Regions from separate parts of the Sus scrofa genome. Here region 1 is linked to region 2. The links are chromatin contacts, called in public Hi-C maps. All regions are on one chromosome and are shown on one strand. The core of a region is the stretch at or near the end of the contact, and the rest is flanking DNA. Distances in the headings are between cores, read along the strand shown. Region 1 holds the start of RAB3A (RAB3A, member RAS oncogene family). Region 2 holds the start of LSM4 (U6 snRNA-associated Sm-like protein LSm4).

The links. A called contact is a pair of places that touch in the nucleus more often than the background predicts.
Region 1: a Hi-C map of skeletal muscle shows a contact between it and region 2, with 5 times the contacts expected there. The contact joins the promoter of RAB3A here to the promoter of LSM4 in region 2. A contact is called at or near these places in 10 of 47 Hi-C or Micro-C datasets (blood, embryonic fibroblasts, fetal skeletal muscle and 6 more) and 2 of 2 datasets of contacts at active chromatin or transcription factors (alveolar macrophages and skeletal muscle).

The regions. Positions count from the first base shown.
Region 1 is chr2:59,602,576-59,605,724 of Sscrofa11.1, forward strand. It overlaps RAB3A (RAB3A, member RAS oncogene family), which reads left to right and starts at 1,814. Exons shown (of 4, transcript NM_001123179.1): 1 at 1,814-2,041. The coding sequence starts at 1,814.
Region 2 is chr2:59,497,867-59,500,881 of Sscrofa11.1, forward strand. LSM4 (U6 snRNA-associated Sm-like protein LSm4) reads left to right here and starts at 1,694. Exons shown (of 5, transcript XM_021083528.1): 1 at 1,694-1,812. The coding sequence starts at 1,810.

The DNA.
Region 1 (3,149 bases), core at 564-3,063, 100 kb after region 2:
ACTTATTTTGAAATAGGAGACATGGAGCATCTTCTCGGTTCCTTTTTTCTGAAACTGGGGTGTTTAACGAGAGGTCACGGCACTCAGGACTGGGCGGGGACCCCCTGATCCCGGACCTGGGGTGCGCGGGGGTGGGGAAGGGGAACGCCCCCAGAAGACCAAGGCTCCGCCAAAGCCTCAACCTCTCCGCCCTTCAACCACTCGGGAACCAACGCTGGACGAGAGGAGGGCCGTGACAATCTTTTATTGGCTATTTAGCAAATCGCTTGAACACTTAAGCCAATCATAAGGCGCCGTGAAACCCCGCCTCCCTAACACTGGAGAGAGGTGGCCCCAGCAGGCGATTCCTCCCCTCCGGCACTGCTTTCGCTAGCTACTGGATGCGCTCGCTGGGCCCCGCCCCATTCTCGCGTCAATCTGCGTGGGGAGCCTCGCCCCTCCCCGCTCTGCGTGTGACAGTGGACCCTATCTCAATGCGTGGCTCCGCCCCAGGATGGCGTCACGGCCGTATCTGCATGTGAGGCCCCGCCCTGCTCTTTGCAGGACGTCACCAAGGACTGCAGGGGCCTGAGCCGCTGCCGCCGCCTCCGCTGCCGCGCAGCCCCACATCAACGCACTGGGGGCCCCGTCGCCACCGCTAGGGTCACCACCACATCACTGCAGGGCAAGGTGAGCTCCCGAGTGTCCCTGTGCACTCCCGCTCGGAGTACCTACATAACCTTCATTTGACTGATGGGCTGGCTGGGGTGAGAGACGAGGTTGGCAGGTGTTAAATGAGGGGAAGGATGCGGCGGTCGCGAGCCTGGGGAGGGGTAGGTTCCCCTTACCTGCTGGATCCTCCTCCCCACCCCCACCTCTCCACCCCGGTTCTGCGGCGGAGGGGGAGGGGAGACGAGACGGGTGCCTTGCGGGAAGCTGTGCGCGCGGGAGGCTCCATGCGTGCGCGTGCGCGTGGTGTGCACACGCGTGTGCGCGCCCGCCTGTACCGGCCGATTTGTGTGTACCCTTGCTTGGGTCCCAGGGTATGCTCTTGTGACCCCCCCGGGTTTCCCTACTCAAGTTTGTGCATGTTGCACGCGTGTGGAGGGGGACGCGTGGACTATGCGTGTGCGTGCACAGCAAAGTGCATACATGTACAGAGATGCGTGCCCATGTGGGTGACGTGTACTCGGCTGCATAGGTGGAGGACACAGTGCGCACGGGTGGATTTGCTCATTGGTATATGCATGTCGGTGTGCAGACAGGTGTCTGCCTCTGTCCTGTGCGCCGAGTGTGTTCGATGCTCAGATATGCACGAATGTGCCCTGGTGTGTGCCCTGCTGTGTGCACGTGAGCGTGAGCACGCCCTGCTCCTATCACGTGGGGTAGCTGCTTCAGCCCGAGCTCTCCCAGCCTGGGAATCTGGGAGGACTGCAGATACGCGTCCCCGCGGGTACCGTACACGCGTGTGCACGTGCGCTAGCGCCGCTCAGTTCTGAGGAACGTGAATGATTGATAGGGGGCGGGGCCGGCCGCAGTCACTCCCCTAGGCACAGCTGTAGGGCTTAGGTTGCTGTCGGACCAGGGGCTCCGGCCTGCAGCGATGTCTCCATCCCTTTCGGTCTGAAAGTCCTCCCCTGAAACCTTGGGCCTTTCAAGGTCAAGGCCCGCCCTCTGCTGTGGGCCCCACCATTAGTACTGGGGCTCCTGACGGGATAAAGGTAATCTCTGTCTCACTCTGGGAGCTCTGGAGTTCTTCCATCCTGAGTCTGGGCTTGGGCGTTTGGAGTTGGAGGGCGACCCTCTCACGCTCGCCTATGCCCCGTACCCCCAGATGGCATCTGCCACAGACTCGCGCTATGGGCAGAAGGAGTCCTCGGACCAGAACTTTGACTACATGTTTAAGATCCTCATCATTGGAAACAGCAGTGTGGGCAAGACATCCTTCCTCTTCCGCTATGCAGACGACTCCTTCACGCCTGCCTTTGTCAGCACTGTAGGAATCGACTTCAAGGTCAAGACCATCTACCGGAATGATAAGAGGATCAAGCTGCAGATCTGGGTGGGTCCAGCTGGGGGAATTCTGTCTCCATCACTCCCTCTCTGTCCCAAAGAGCAGCCCAGCTTTCCCTATTGCTTTCCTGTCTAGATTCATTCATTACACACTGAGCATTTTTTCAGGCCCTTACTGTGTACCACAGGATAGAGGCACAGAAGAGGGTATCTCGGTTCTTTCAGTGTGTCATCGGTGCTCTCCAAGGGTGGGGAAGTAGCAAATGCCAGGTAGGTCCTCTCCTACCTCTGACATCATTGGACACATCATTTGCTTGGTGCCTCAGCTTCTCTCCCCATCTTCAGCTTCCTCCATGTGGCTCTGTATGAGGTTTCAGAGAAATCTTGACCCCCCCCCCCACCTCATTCTCCGAGACAGGAACAGGCTCCTCTAGCCACCTCCCTCAGTGCCTCTGAGACATGAGGGAGCCTGCTAAATCCAAAGTCAGAACCATCCCTTCTCTGTTCACAGTTCTGCCAAGGCTCCCACCTCATCTGGGTTAAACCTGTGCCTTCTCCCCCTGGCTAAGATCCTGTGTGGTCTATCCTTGTTGATACCCAATCTCATTTGTATCCCTCCATCTCTACCTCAGCCTCTTCACTGTCTCACTGTTCCTCAAATATACCAGACATAGTCCACATCTGGGCCTTTCCCTGGGCTGTGCCTTCTGCCTGGATTACCTTTCTTCTTATCTCTGCAGGGCTCCCTCCCTCATCCTTCAAGTTTTTTGTTTTTTGTTTTTTTTTTTTTGTCTTTTTAGGGCCACACCCTCAGCATATGGAGGGTCCCAGGCTAGGGGTCTAATCAGAGCTGCAGCTGCCTGCCTACACCACAGCCACAGCAATGCCAGATCCAAGCCATATCTGCAACCTACACCACAGCTCATGGCAACACATCCCCAACTCACTGAGCTTGGCCAGGGATCAAACCCACATCCTCTTGGATACTAGGTGGATTTGTTTTCGCTGCACCATGACAGGAACTCCTGATTTTGGTCTATTTTGGTTTTTTGTTTTGTTTTTGTCTCTCTCTCTCTTTTTCCTCTTTTGTTCTACCCAGTTATGTGGTGGGTTTCTTGCCCTTTTTGGAGGTTTAAGATCTTCTGTCAGCATTCAGT
Region 2 (3,015 bases), core at 444-2,943:
AAGGCAAAAAGACAAAAAATAAAATAAATAAATAAATAAAATAGTTTCATGTTTGATCTTGCTCAACTGCAGGCTAATGTTCCAACAGAACATCGATAACAGAGATCAGTTCTAACCCCCATATCTGTGAATATGGCCTTATTGGAAATAAAGTCTTTGTCGATATAATTAAGGATCTCAAGATGAAATTTAACCTGAGTTTAGGAAGGGCCTAATACGAGAAAGGAATGCCTTCATAAAAAAAGAGGAAGAGGAGTTCCCGTCGTGGCGCAGTGGTTAACGAATCCGACTAGCAACCATGAGGTTGCGGGTTCAGTCCCTGCTCCTGCTCAGTGGGTTGACGATCCGGCGTTGCCGTGAGCTGTGGTGTAGGTTGCAGACGCGGCTCGGATCCCGCGTTGCTGTGGCTCTGGCGTAGGCTGGTGGCTACAGCTCCGATTCAACCCCTAGCCTGGGAAACTCCATATGCCGCGGGAGCGGCCCAAGAAATAGCAAAAAGACAAAAAAAAAAAAAAAAAAAAAAGAGGAAGAGTTGAGACACAGAGACACACAAAGAAAAGCACCATGTGATGACAGAGGAATCTGTGCCAAGAACTACAAGGATTGCTGGCAGAGAAGCATGGGATGAATTGCCCCTCAGATCCTTCAGAAAGAACCAACTCTGCTAAAACTTTGATTTCAGTCTTTCGGATTAAGTTTTACTGTTTAAAACCACCCAGTTTGGAGTTCCTGTTGTTGCTCAGCAGTAAGGAACCGGACTAGGTATCCATGAGGACTCAGGTTCAATCCCTGGCCTCAATCAGTGGGTTAAGGAAGCTGCGGTGTAGGCCACAAATGCTGCTCAGATCCTGCATTGCCATGGCTATGGTGTAGGCAACTGTAGCTCCATCCAATTCGACCCCTAGCTTGGGAACGTTCATATGCCATGGGTGAGGACCTAAAAAGCAAAAAATATTCAAATAAAAATAAAAAAATAAAACCACCCAGTTTGATCATTTGTTATGGCAGCCCAAGGAAACTAATACATTTGTCTATTTTGTTTACAGTCTGCCTCCCCAGTGGGCTCCTAAACCTCAGGAGGGCCAGGAGTTTTGTTTGGTTTATTCTCTTCTGTGTTTCCAGGAGGAGGCCCGTAGTAGATGCTCAATAAATATTTATTGCATGTCCGTGTATCAAGTGCTCAGTACGTGCCGGGCACTCTTCTTTTACAAGGCATAAATCACTTGGCACTCATTGCAACCTTCTAAAGCAGACACTATTATTAAGCCCATTTCAAAGGGAAGCAAACTGAGGTTCACACCGGTACGTCTAGCCTATCAAAAGAAGTGCCCTGGACAACGGTCAACTACAATAAAGAGAATCAGAAGAGTAGGAGCTCGAAGGGACACATGGCAATAACCATAGAGCTGCCATTCCTCCATTTGGAAATTGGAGGCACTACCCCGTTTTGCCCACAGCGTGGAGCCCGGAAAAATCACTGAAGATTGCACCTGCGCAGGCGCCCTTACCCACAAGGCCTCCTGCGCCGGCGCACATTGCTCCGCCCCCTTTTGCAGCACTCATAGCGGCACTTTACGACTCTCTCTCTCATTTCTCCGGTAGGAACGCGGCCCGCCCCGCCCCTCGTGTTTAATAGGCCCCGCCTTACTCCGCGTGGATTGGTTGGCCTTCCCATGAGCCTCGTGCTGACTGGCTCGCGTTGCTGCCACTCCATTTCAGCCTAGTGGCGCGCAGAGCTGCAGCTACCGGCGGGAACGTGAGCGGCGGCGGCGGCGGAAGTAGCCCACGAGCCTAGTCCCCGCCGACACCATGGTGAGGGCGGTGCGACGGGGGAGCCGGCCGCCAAGGGCCCTCGGGGCGGTTGTTGGTTCAGGGGCGTTGTGGAGCCAGCCTGTAATCTGGGCCTTGAGTCCTGCCCCTTCGCCCAAGGTGGGGAGGACAGGCCGGAGAGTGGAAGAGCTTCTCCCAGGACACCAAGCACGTCGGTCTCGGGGGAGCTTGGGATTGGATAGAAATGAAATCACAGTATGGCAGTCTGGCAGCAGTCTTCCCATTTTGCAGATGGGGAAACTGAGGCCAGAGAGGAAGGGGACCTGCTGAAGGGCCCGGTGAATGCAGCAGAGTGAGTTTTCGGACGGGGAAATGGCTCCCAGTGCATCCGACCCGATCTGACCTCCTAGACAGTAAAGCTAGAGCACCAGGCAGTAGGGGGCCGGCCTTCTTTCTCAAATTCAGCCAATCTGGGGAATTTCGGGGGTTGTACTGCCCTTGGAATGCTAGCTGCGCAACCTCTTATGCCTCTCCTTTTCAGACTAAAAAGCAGACCCAAAGCAAGGTTAACTTCTTCCGGGGTCACACAGCATATGGTTCCAGGGGAAGGGGGGGCGTTTTCAGCCATGGATGGGCTAACCGTATCCCAGTTTAGAAAACAAAAAAATCGAGGCCCTGGCAGGAAGTCTCCCCAGGGCCATGCCATCTCACAAGTTGTGGAAATTGGAGATCTAAACCAGCGTGCCTGTGTCCCCAGTGAGTGACAGACAGGGAAATGGAGGCCCACACAGAGGAATTGAGCTGGGAGAGAACCTGGCCCATCAGCCCTCGAGTCCTCTAAGATGGTCGCTGCACATTTTTCGGAGCTGACCATGAGGGTTCAGTAATTCTTCTGGTCATTGTAGGGATGGAGAGAAGGGAGCAGCTTCGTTCTCTCTGTTCGTCTCTCTGGAGGGTAGAGTTGGTCTGTGGAAGAATCCATTTGTTAAGCTCCATGGAGATAGGATCTCTGTTTTATCCTCATATATTGCCAGAGCCTAGAACAGTGTCTGTGCAAAGTCTGTGTTCAGGAGTGGCTAAGGCATTACACACTGCCTGTTCCTTGTGGTCGGGGTGGGGCGGAAGCCAAGCCAAGGTCTGGGTGAGGGAGTGGGTGATCAGCAGCTTCCTGAGTTGGGAACCTCAGGACACCATTAAATCCAGTTGTGGAAGTTTCCATTGTGGCACAGCAGAAACGAATCCGAG